Linked DNA regions of Danio rerio: region 2 is linked to region 1. A link is a contact called in public HiChIP or PLAC-seq data. All regions are on one chromosome and are shown on one strand. The core of a region is the stretch at or near the end of the contact, and the rest is flanking DNA. Distances in the headings are between cores, read along the strand shown. Region 1 holds the start of shha (sonic hedgehog signaling molecule a). Region 2 holds the start of insig1 (insulin induced gene 1).

Evidence for each region. HiChIP or PLAC-seq counts read pairs in DNA pulled down with a chosen protein or histone mark.
Region 2: an H3K4me3 HiChIP or PLAC-seq map of gastrula embryo shows a contact between it and region 1, with 2.6 times the contacts expected there. The contact joins the promoter of insig1 here to the promoter of shha in region 1. A contact is called at or near these places in 2 of 4 datasets of contacts at active chromatin or transcription factors (embryo and gastrula embryo).

The regions. Positions count from the first base shown.
Region 1 is chr7:41,229,972-41,234,361 of GRCz12tu, reverse strand. shha (sonic hedgehog signaling molecule a) reads right to left here and starts at 2,333. Exons shown (of 3, transcript NM_131063.3): 1 at 1,715-2,333. The coding sequence starts at 2,014. It overlaps LOC137490296 (a long non-coding RNA gene), which reads left to right and starts at 1,454. Exons shown (of 3, transcript XR_012383457.1): 1 at 1,454-2,218; 2 at 3,220-3,455.
Region 2 is chr7:41,361,122-41,365,713 of GRCz12tu, reverse strand. It overlaps insig1 (insulin induced gene 1), which reads left to right and starts at 2,943. Exons shown (of 6, transcript NM_199869.1): 1 at 2,943-3,101; 2 at 3,267-3,606; 3 at 4,220-4,344. The coding sequence starts at 3,273.

The sequences.
Region 1 (4,390 bases), core at 1,084-3,583:
GTTCAACAAGCCGCCTAGTCACAGTCAGCAACTAATCTCCCCCCAAAATGAACTGTTTTAGAGGAAACACTTATCAGCTACCTGTCAGAGCAAACAGCCTCCTGGATACCCTCGCAGTTGCGCCTAATTTCGCGAGCTTCACCGTTAAGTCCAATTCACCGCACAGCGTGTTCAACCAACAAACCCTGTCTTACACTCGGATGCGCTTCTCCAAAACATTTGTCAACAGGACACCTCGTTAACTCCCTTTGAAAGACTGAGACGTTCATTTGATGTTACTAGATTGCAAGGGTAGCTTATAGCAGCGTGTGTGCCCGCGGGTCACTGCACACTTATAATCACATTCACCTTAAGTAGAGCTTGATATACATCTGAGAAAACCACACCAGACACGGGTTTCATCTTTTTTAAGGACCGGTAAAAGGGAAACTTTATAATGCACCTGCGCGTGGCGTGTAAATTGACTTTGGCGGACATTATTCGCAATGCTTCAGCAAACCTTGCTATAACCGGTCATGACTTAGACTTTGAACCTAAAAGCTATTTAACAGAGGCACGTTCAAAACAGCCTAATAAAAATTATGCTCGGGATAATCACTTTGTAAATTACACGGAAACACTTCAATAGAGGCTAATTTGCACTGCAAACATATTTTCGATGCACTTAGTAAGCTGCATGTTATTCTTCCTTAGCATTGGCAAAGGGTCAGAAGTTCAAAAGATTCCTGCTAATGCAACGAGAGTGGAAAGCCATGTTGGGGACAGACAGCCTATTCCCGAAGCTGTCTGACTTTAGCAGAGGCCTAGCTTTCTTTAAAATAAATAAATGTAAAAAGTTGGATGTAAATGCTAATATACAAATCTGAGCAACAAAATAAACGAATCCAATAAACCATATTTAAGCAACACAAATCTTTAGCATTACATCCAAAAGTGAATATAACGCAGGCTACCTAAGAGCAGAGAAAACAGCGCACCGCGGCTAAGTATTCGCGTTTACATTGTAACAAAAATAATAGCGCATTTTGCAGTTAAAATAATGTTGCATTAGCATTGACTACTCATGAAGTATACAAACTTATACTTGCTGTTGCTTAAATATATTAGTCAGATTAAATACAGTTAATGCAGCCTCGCATGTGCTGAAAAAAACTGTCGGCAGATGAACAAACACCTGCATAACATCCAAAGAACAGAGGCGATGATAGTCCATTGTGTCTGATTCTAATCTGTCATTAAGTGTAACCATCCTAGCCCATTAATAAGTAGAAACAAATCGGAGAGCATCCTTGGAGAAATGTCAATATGTTCATGCCCTGATAAGCAGCCGCTGCGAGCGAGCGAGCGGGTAGGCTGCGGTCTGTCTGACTAAGCGATATGAACATGTATGTTATATTTCAATCTATATTTAGCTGTCACGAGACTGTAATATTCTGACCACCACAGTCCCTTCAGATCAGGTGCGGCACTCATCCGTCGGGACATCCACGTTTTATAAAACAGATAACGCGCGCCTGACGCGTCTCAACGCGCGGACAAATGCATACATATGACCAGAAGAAGCGCATAAATATTTCACGCTGCCTTCCACAATGAGGGTGAGCAAGGAGGCAAGCAGCCGGTCCTCTGTTGATGGCACAGGACTAATTCACAATCCTTGCACGAATTCAACTGTACTTTCCGACTTTCAGATTTCGAAAGGCGAAAGAATTACCTGTGTCATGAGCCTGTCCGCTCCCGTGTTCTCCTCATCCTTAAAGATAATGTCGGGATTATAATTTGGAGTAAGTTCTTTAAATCTCTCCGAATTGCGCGTTATCTTGCCCTCGTATCTGCCGCTGGCCCCTAAGGTCTTCTCCGCGACATTAGGTATGAACTGCTTGTAGGCGAGAGGTGTCAGCTTCTTCGGATGTCTTCTTCTGCCGTAGCCTCTGCCAGGACCGCAGGCCAGTCCGGACACCACCAAGGACAGAGTGAGAAGAGACACCAGCAGCACTCTCGTCAAAAGCCGCATTTTGCCGCACGCTGAATCTCGCTGCGGTGTTCTCGAGCGGTCTGTCTAGCAGGGTTTCTCGTTGTCGAGGCGCGGATCTCCGGCGATGTCCTTGCCGTCTCCTCGGTTCACGCGTGTCCCTCAGCAGCGCCAAGCCCCGACCGTGACAGGTGCGGAAACGTGCGACTGATAACGCATCGGAGGTTTGCGGCGGGGATGCGAAAGGTAAGACTGACCTCGAAATCACAACGTTACTTCAAGCCACAGCCACTTAATGCGAGAAGCCTCTTTACTCCTATGTATTATAGCTGCGATCTGAGGTAGGGAGGGACCTGATTGGCTCGACGGGACGAACACTTCTGATGTTATCCCACAAAACAGACGCGCAAAAAACCTTTAAAGAAGGTGGGTTTCAGGGGAGGGACGCGGTGAGATGTGAACGCATCAGTTTCTCCCACTGCTGTCTGTGTGAGGCTGCGACGTGCATGTGTGCTCACTTTCTTACATCCGTGTGTGACCCGCTAATGAACCATTATTTCTCAAGTCATTTGCGTTGCTGCACGTAAGGTTGAATCAATTATACAACTTTCGAAACTTCATTTATCACAGCAAGTGCGGAATGTGCGCGTTCACCATCACCCGAATTAATCACAGAATAACAGCGTTTCCAAATATGACAACTTTTTAATCGCTTCAGTCACATTCCTGTCAGATTGATCACTTGTTGTCCCATCAGCCTCTAACCTGAACAACTCGGTTACAGAAGCCAGACGAATTAGTTTTTTGTGTTTTAAAAACACTCAGATCTTACATCAAATTTATTGTGCTTTCTGCAGTAAATCAGCACCAACTTTTGTTGTCATTTTGGACATTTTAAAGTCAAGGGTACAATTTACAGGATTTAGTTTCTTGTAAATGTTGTACAGATTTCAAAACGTAAAAACCAGGATTGTTTTGATGTATCTGGTGTTCTTTATTATAAAGCTGCCAGTCCCAAAAAAGGGGTTTTGCCATTTTGGTTCCTTTCAGAATCTTTTAGTGAAAAGTTTTTTAAAAGTACAATTTTTTCATAGTGTGAGGAATATTTTCACACTCTAAAGAAAGTTTTTCCCTCTTTAAAGAATCAAAAGCTTTAGTAGATGTCGAAGGTTCTTCGTGGAACCATTGAGAGGACCTTTATAATTAAGAGTGCGGTGTACAACTGATTATTTCTCTATCTTTATCAGGTGCTTTTCCATGGTGTACCAGAGCGAGAGAGCAGGAGACAGAGATTAAGCTGGCTCTTCTGCCCAACAGCTTATTTGAGATATTGGAAAAGGCTCTTCCTGTGCACACAAATGCTAAGCTGTCTGTTTGGGAGAAAGATCAGCCTGCAAAAACCCTGTCACCCCTTAAAGTCCACTTCAGTGACAGATTAAGCCATGGTAACCACTGTGTTCCCTGGCCCATAGCAGCGGGTAAGGTATGTGTTTCATTGTCTTATTTTCTCTTGTTTTCACACATTTTCTAGACTGCTCTATCAAAGATGGTGGCTGCTTGTCTTGTGAAATACATTAAGAAGATCAGGGCCCCTGCTGAAGGTTTTGTTCAATTGAGCATGACAGATGATTTGTTGTCTTATTTGTTCTAGTCTTGAGGTGTCCAATTTTTTTTTGGACCACGGAAATTTTATAAATGCCATTAAATGATGACCTGTTTTTGACCCATTTAGCTTAATTGTAAATTGAGTCTTAGTCAATTAAGAAAATTACAGCAGGATATCATTAAATCAAGCAGTTTCTCTCCTCTAAAATATCTCCAGATCTAGCAAACGGTCAAACAGATCTTACTTTGTGTCCAAATATTATGCCCACCTGGCCACTGATGTCCAAGAGGAGTGAATTGTGCAGACTGGCTTAGTACTTTAGTTCAGGTCACAATTTCTGCTATTAACTGGCTCATTACTAAGCCCACACGGAATCTGTGCCCACAGATTTCTGCAGATTTCCACACATTTTTAACCCATCATCGAGTCTATTTATTTACTTGTGTAAATGTGTGTAATTTATATTTATTCAGTTTTTAAATTAATTTCATTAATATTATTAAATATTATGAAAGTGTTCATATGATTTATTTACAATACAGTTTGTAAAGTAACATTTTAGTAGATATATTATATGAGAGACTTGCTTTGTTTATCAAATAAGTGCATCTTATTGGATTTGTATTGTAAACATTAAATAAAAGTTAAAAAGGTATATATATATATATATATATATATATATATATATATATATATATATATATATATATATATATATATATATATATATATATATTTATATATATATTTTCAGGTTTTAGCTATCATACTCCTGAAATCATTTCACATAAATCTGCAGATCTTTTTATAAA
Region 2 (4,592 bases), core at 1,694-4,193, 130 kb before region 1:
TGATCATCAAAAAAAAAACAAATGTAGCAGGGCATTATATTACTGTTTATTTCTTTGCATTTTAACTTTGGAAACCTTAAAATCATGGATCTCCTCAAGGTTTGTGTCTCATTTTGTGTTGCCAACTGACAACAGTTCCCCTCCTTCTCCCCTGCTCTGCTGGCCACACCCACTCCTGCCTCTGCTCAAGGAGCTCCACACCCATTATGATGCTTTTTTTTAAATTTCTGAGGTAGACTTAAACCGTAAGTGGGGGGGTTCATGGCCCTTTAAAGCCTCCAGAATTTGCCCATTTTTGGTGTCTAAATACAGTGTAGCTGTTTTTGTAGCCTGTGGCTTTAAATGCAAATGAGCTTCTTCTCTCTGCCCACCTTCCCATGTGTGTGTCTGCTTCTGATCATGCGGTATGTCAGATAAACAGCACAGCGACAGAGACAGACTTGAATAAAGCTGAAATACAGTTATTCATCAAAAATACCAAGTTTATTTCATGTATTTGTGGTGGAGTTTTTTCAAGCCTTCCTGAAATTATGAATCTCACACAAATGCTGTTTGCAGTACACACACACACACACACACACACACACATTATGTTTACTGACACGATACAGTCGTGGTGAATATAGTGGTTAAGAATTGGATAGCATTTTACTGTCTTAATTCCAAACATGCTGTTTTAAAAAAGTTTTAAACTTATAAAAATCACTGAAAGTTGTAACAGATATTTTACTCCCAATTTATTTGCAAAACTCTCAGACTGCTTTTGAACATTCCAACATGTGCGTACTTATAGTCTGCAGGAACCTTAGGTCTTAAACAGACTTCAGTATTATGACATAATTCCAGCTGAAACAGAGTATTAGAGAAAAGGGTTTCACTTCAGCGCTTTACTTTATTAGCCGATTATTAAGAATATTGTGATTTCCAAAGAAGCGTCTTTCCAGAGCAGAAGCTAATGGAGTGGAGATAGACACGTTTACATGGAAATCAGTAATCAAATTATTTCTGAATATGGCAATATTATGATTAAGGTGTTTATGAGTAGCTTTTTGAATGTTCCTTTCATGATCCTGTTTTACATGTTATAGCACAAAATTCGATTATAACGTCATCACGCTATCCACATTTCCACATTTCCTCCGGAGTAATGTAATTTGATGTAATTTCGGGTGTTTCATTTTTAATTTGTTGACTTCAACTACAGTTTGACTCTTTCACTTTCATTCAGGAACATTTCATTCATGCCCCCTGTGACAAACAAGATATTGGATGAGATTAACAGCTGGAAGAGTGTTGTTTTAATATAATTTGATATCGCAGTTTGCCATCTTAATTAACATAAACAAAGAACACTGATCGCTTACCAAAACTAGACAGGACAATCAACATCAACTAGAACCGCGTTTTTTTTAAAAGAAGGAAAGCGGCAAATCTGGATTTCACCATTTCCAGATGTGAAAAGCTCATCTGGTAAAAAAAACACTGACGATCCATATCTCCAAACAATTCTTCTTCTACTACTTGTTTTAATTATGGTTGGTCATCTGGGCACTGTAACAGGTAAAAACCGTCTTTGAACTATATCATGCATATTAATGAAGTTGCACCTCATTCACAGTAGAGCGCGCTGATTGGTTCGAACCAAGTCTTTGTAATGAATTTATGCTGAAAACTCAGACATCATGTTGTACCGGTTCAGACATCCAGTCTCCATGCTGGAATTTACACTATGATCTCATGGCCGTAACGCAGCTTCAAAATTTCTTTTTAAATCTGAAGAATGAATTGGCTCAAATATTGCAAAACCCACCAATTTTCACTTTTTTGTGAAATATATGTGTCCTAATAGTGTTTTAGCAACGTGAGTCATATTTATGATTGTCAACATCTCAAAAAAATGTGTTTTGGTGTTTCGTGACTCGTTAACATCCACAGCACGTTTCCATTGCACATAAGTTTCTCTGTTGAAAAAAGGTTCATTAATGTGTTTAGGATGTCTTTCACACCAATAAAATAATGCTTCTTTTCTGAACTTTCATCAACACAAAAGCTTTTTAGATATCAAAAATGGTTATTTTCTAGCACTGCAACGAAAAGCCCATTTTGGAACCTTTATTGTAAAAACAGCAGCTAAAGAGTTGTTGACAGTCATTCTTGACAAGGGGCAAACATCAGACTCATTTATCTGGTGAGGAGTGGTTCCACTGAGGTAAGAGACTGAACTCTGTTCTGCTCTGAATCAATAAACTATAAGTACACAAGTTTATTTACAGTGGGGGAACAGCCCACTGAGCATCATGACCTGATTTCTTGTTTTCAGTCTCACGGACACGTACTGCACGCTGTCACGTATAGCCAACAAATCCGCATTATCTCATACACTTTCAGGGCCTGTTCACTCATAGTGAACTAAAAAAAAGTTCATATCAGCAAAAAGCTTTCTTGTCTGTACCCTGAAAAGATTACAAATACATTTACCCAACAAGTAGTTTGTTTTGTGCAAACAGGAGAACAGCAATATTGAACACTGAGAAAATCTCGAATCAGTGCTGTATTGCTTAGTTACTGAAAAGGATTTAGCAAAGCAAGGTCATTAAACTTAACCAATCTAGAAGTTTAAGACTTTTCTGCATGACTCTGGCATAGCGTCAACACACACACACACACACACACACACACACACACACACACACACACACACACACACACACACACACACACGCACACGCACACACGCACACGCACACACGCACACGCACACACACACACACACACACACACACAAGGCGAACAGCTGATGGCGAACATCAACAGCGCGTGTCTGTCAGAGAGGGGTGGCGCGCGTTCGCGTCATATGGCCCGCCGCACTCTGATTGGCTAGAGAGACTCACCAGACATGACCGCGCTTGTTTTCTGCAGAGGAAGCGCGCGTGTGGCAGTGTTCAACTGAGGGATGAAAAGAGGCAGCAGTATTTCTCTTACAGATGATGTGATCAAACAACACATCTAAACTATTTGTAGGTAGCCTTTCGTTTTTGTAAAAGAGTTTTGAAAGCACAGACGTGTTCTGCTTTAGACGAAGACATCGCTAAAAGATCAAGGTGGGTAGCCTATTCATTCCCTTTACTTCCACTTCATACTCATTGGGAACAGATTGTTTTTTGGGCTACAGCACTGCTTTTTGTAGCGTAATACTTGACTTTCAACATTATTTTATTTGATCAAGTTAGTGATAATTATTAATGAGTATTACTGTTTTCCAACAGTGCCAAATGCCAAGACTAGAGGAACATTGTTGGAGCTGCTCCTGTTCGACCAGTGTGAAGACGAAGGACCTGTCAAGCGCCGGCTGGATTGTCTGTAAAACGGGTGAAATGATGTCCATCATAACCTCAGTGCTGAGCCACGCGTACGGCTCTCTGCACAGCCTCCAGTCCGCCAATTTAATTCGACGGGGGCTTGTGTTGTTTATCGTGGGAGTTGTGCTCGCTTTGGTGTTAAACTTGCTACAGATCCAGAGAAACGTTACATTGTTTCCAGAGGAAGTGCTGGACACGCTATTTTCGTCCGCCTGGTGGATTCCCCTCTGCTGTGGCACCGCTGCTGGTGAGTCTGTCTGAAACACTTGGGCTCGAATGCTTTGTTCGTGACGATAACAAACAAAGACGGTGTGCTTGCTGAGGGCTTTTTGTTATCGTGTCTTTTATGTAAGATGAGTGATTCGGGGACAGTTTTGTTGACATTGGGCTTTGTAGCTATCAGTAAGCGCTGCCCTGGTAACAGCCGGGCATTTGGGGTCATTCTTGGGGTGCTGCATTCTCATTGGCTGCGCTCAGAACGGGTGAGCTGCGAGAGAGGCACGCCATTGGCTGGTACGCCGAACATGCCACTTACCCGAAAAGAGAAACACGGAAGTCGTGTGCAGCAGAAATTAATAAATAATTCGGTCACGCTCGACTCCTCCCCCTGCATTCCTCATAGTGGTGATGTGGACGCGTATCAGTTTACATCCTTTTCAGTAGAAAATGCCTTTTAAAGAGTTTTGTTGTACTTGAACTCTTCTTATGAGATTTATTTAAACACAAAAGTCATCACCCATTATTTATATACTAAAAGGCGTCAAACAATACCAAGCAGATGTAAAAAATGTTTTTTTCTTCTTCTTTTTTCCCCCTTTCAATGAATGTTGTTTAAAGTACTTTCTGTTTTCTCTTCTCAGCTGTGGTTGGTCTGTTGTACCCCTGCTTGGACCACCATCTTGGAGAACCACACAAGTTCAAGCGGGAGTGGGCAAGCGTGATGCGCTGCATTGCTGTCTTTGTGGGCATCAATCACGCCAGTGCTGTATCCTTAACAGTGACACTTTTACAGTTGCAACCATTGTGGACAATGAAAACTTCCAAACCTTTTTGAGATTTTTGTTTTAAGTCTGTAATAAGCCATGTTACTATTCAATAGCATTAGACAAATCCTTTTTTTTCTTAATCTCTTAACTGTCACATATTTATTTGTTTTTGTCTGAACCTGAATTTATCTTGACAAATTATACATCAAAGGCTAAACTAAAAAAGTGGGGTGACCCGTTAAAGTAC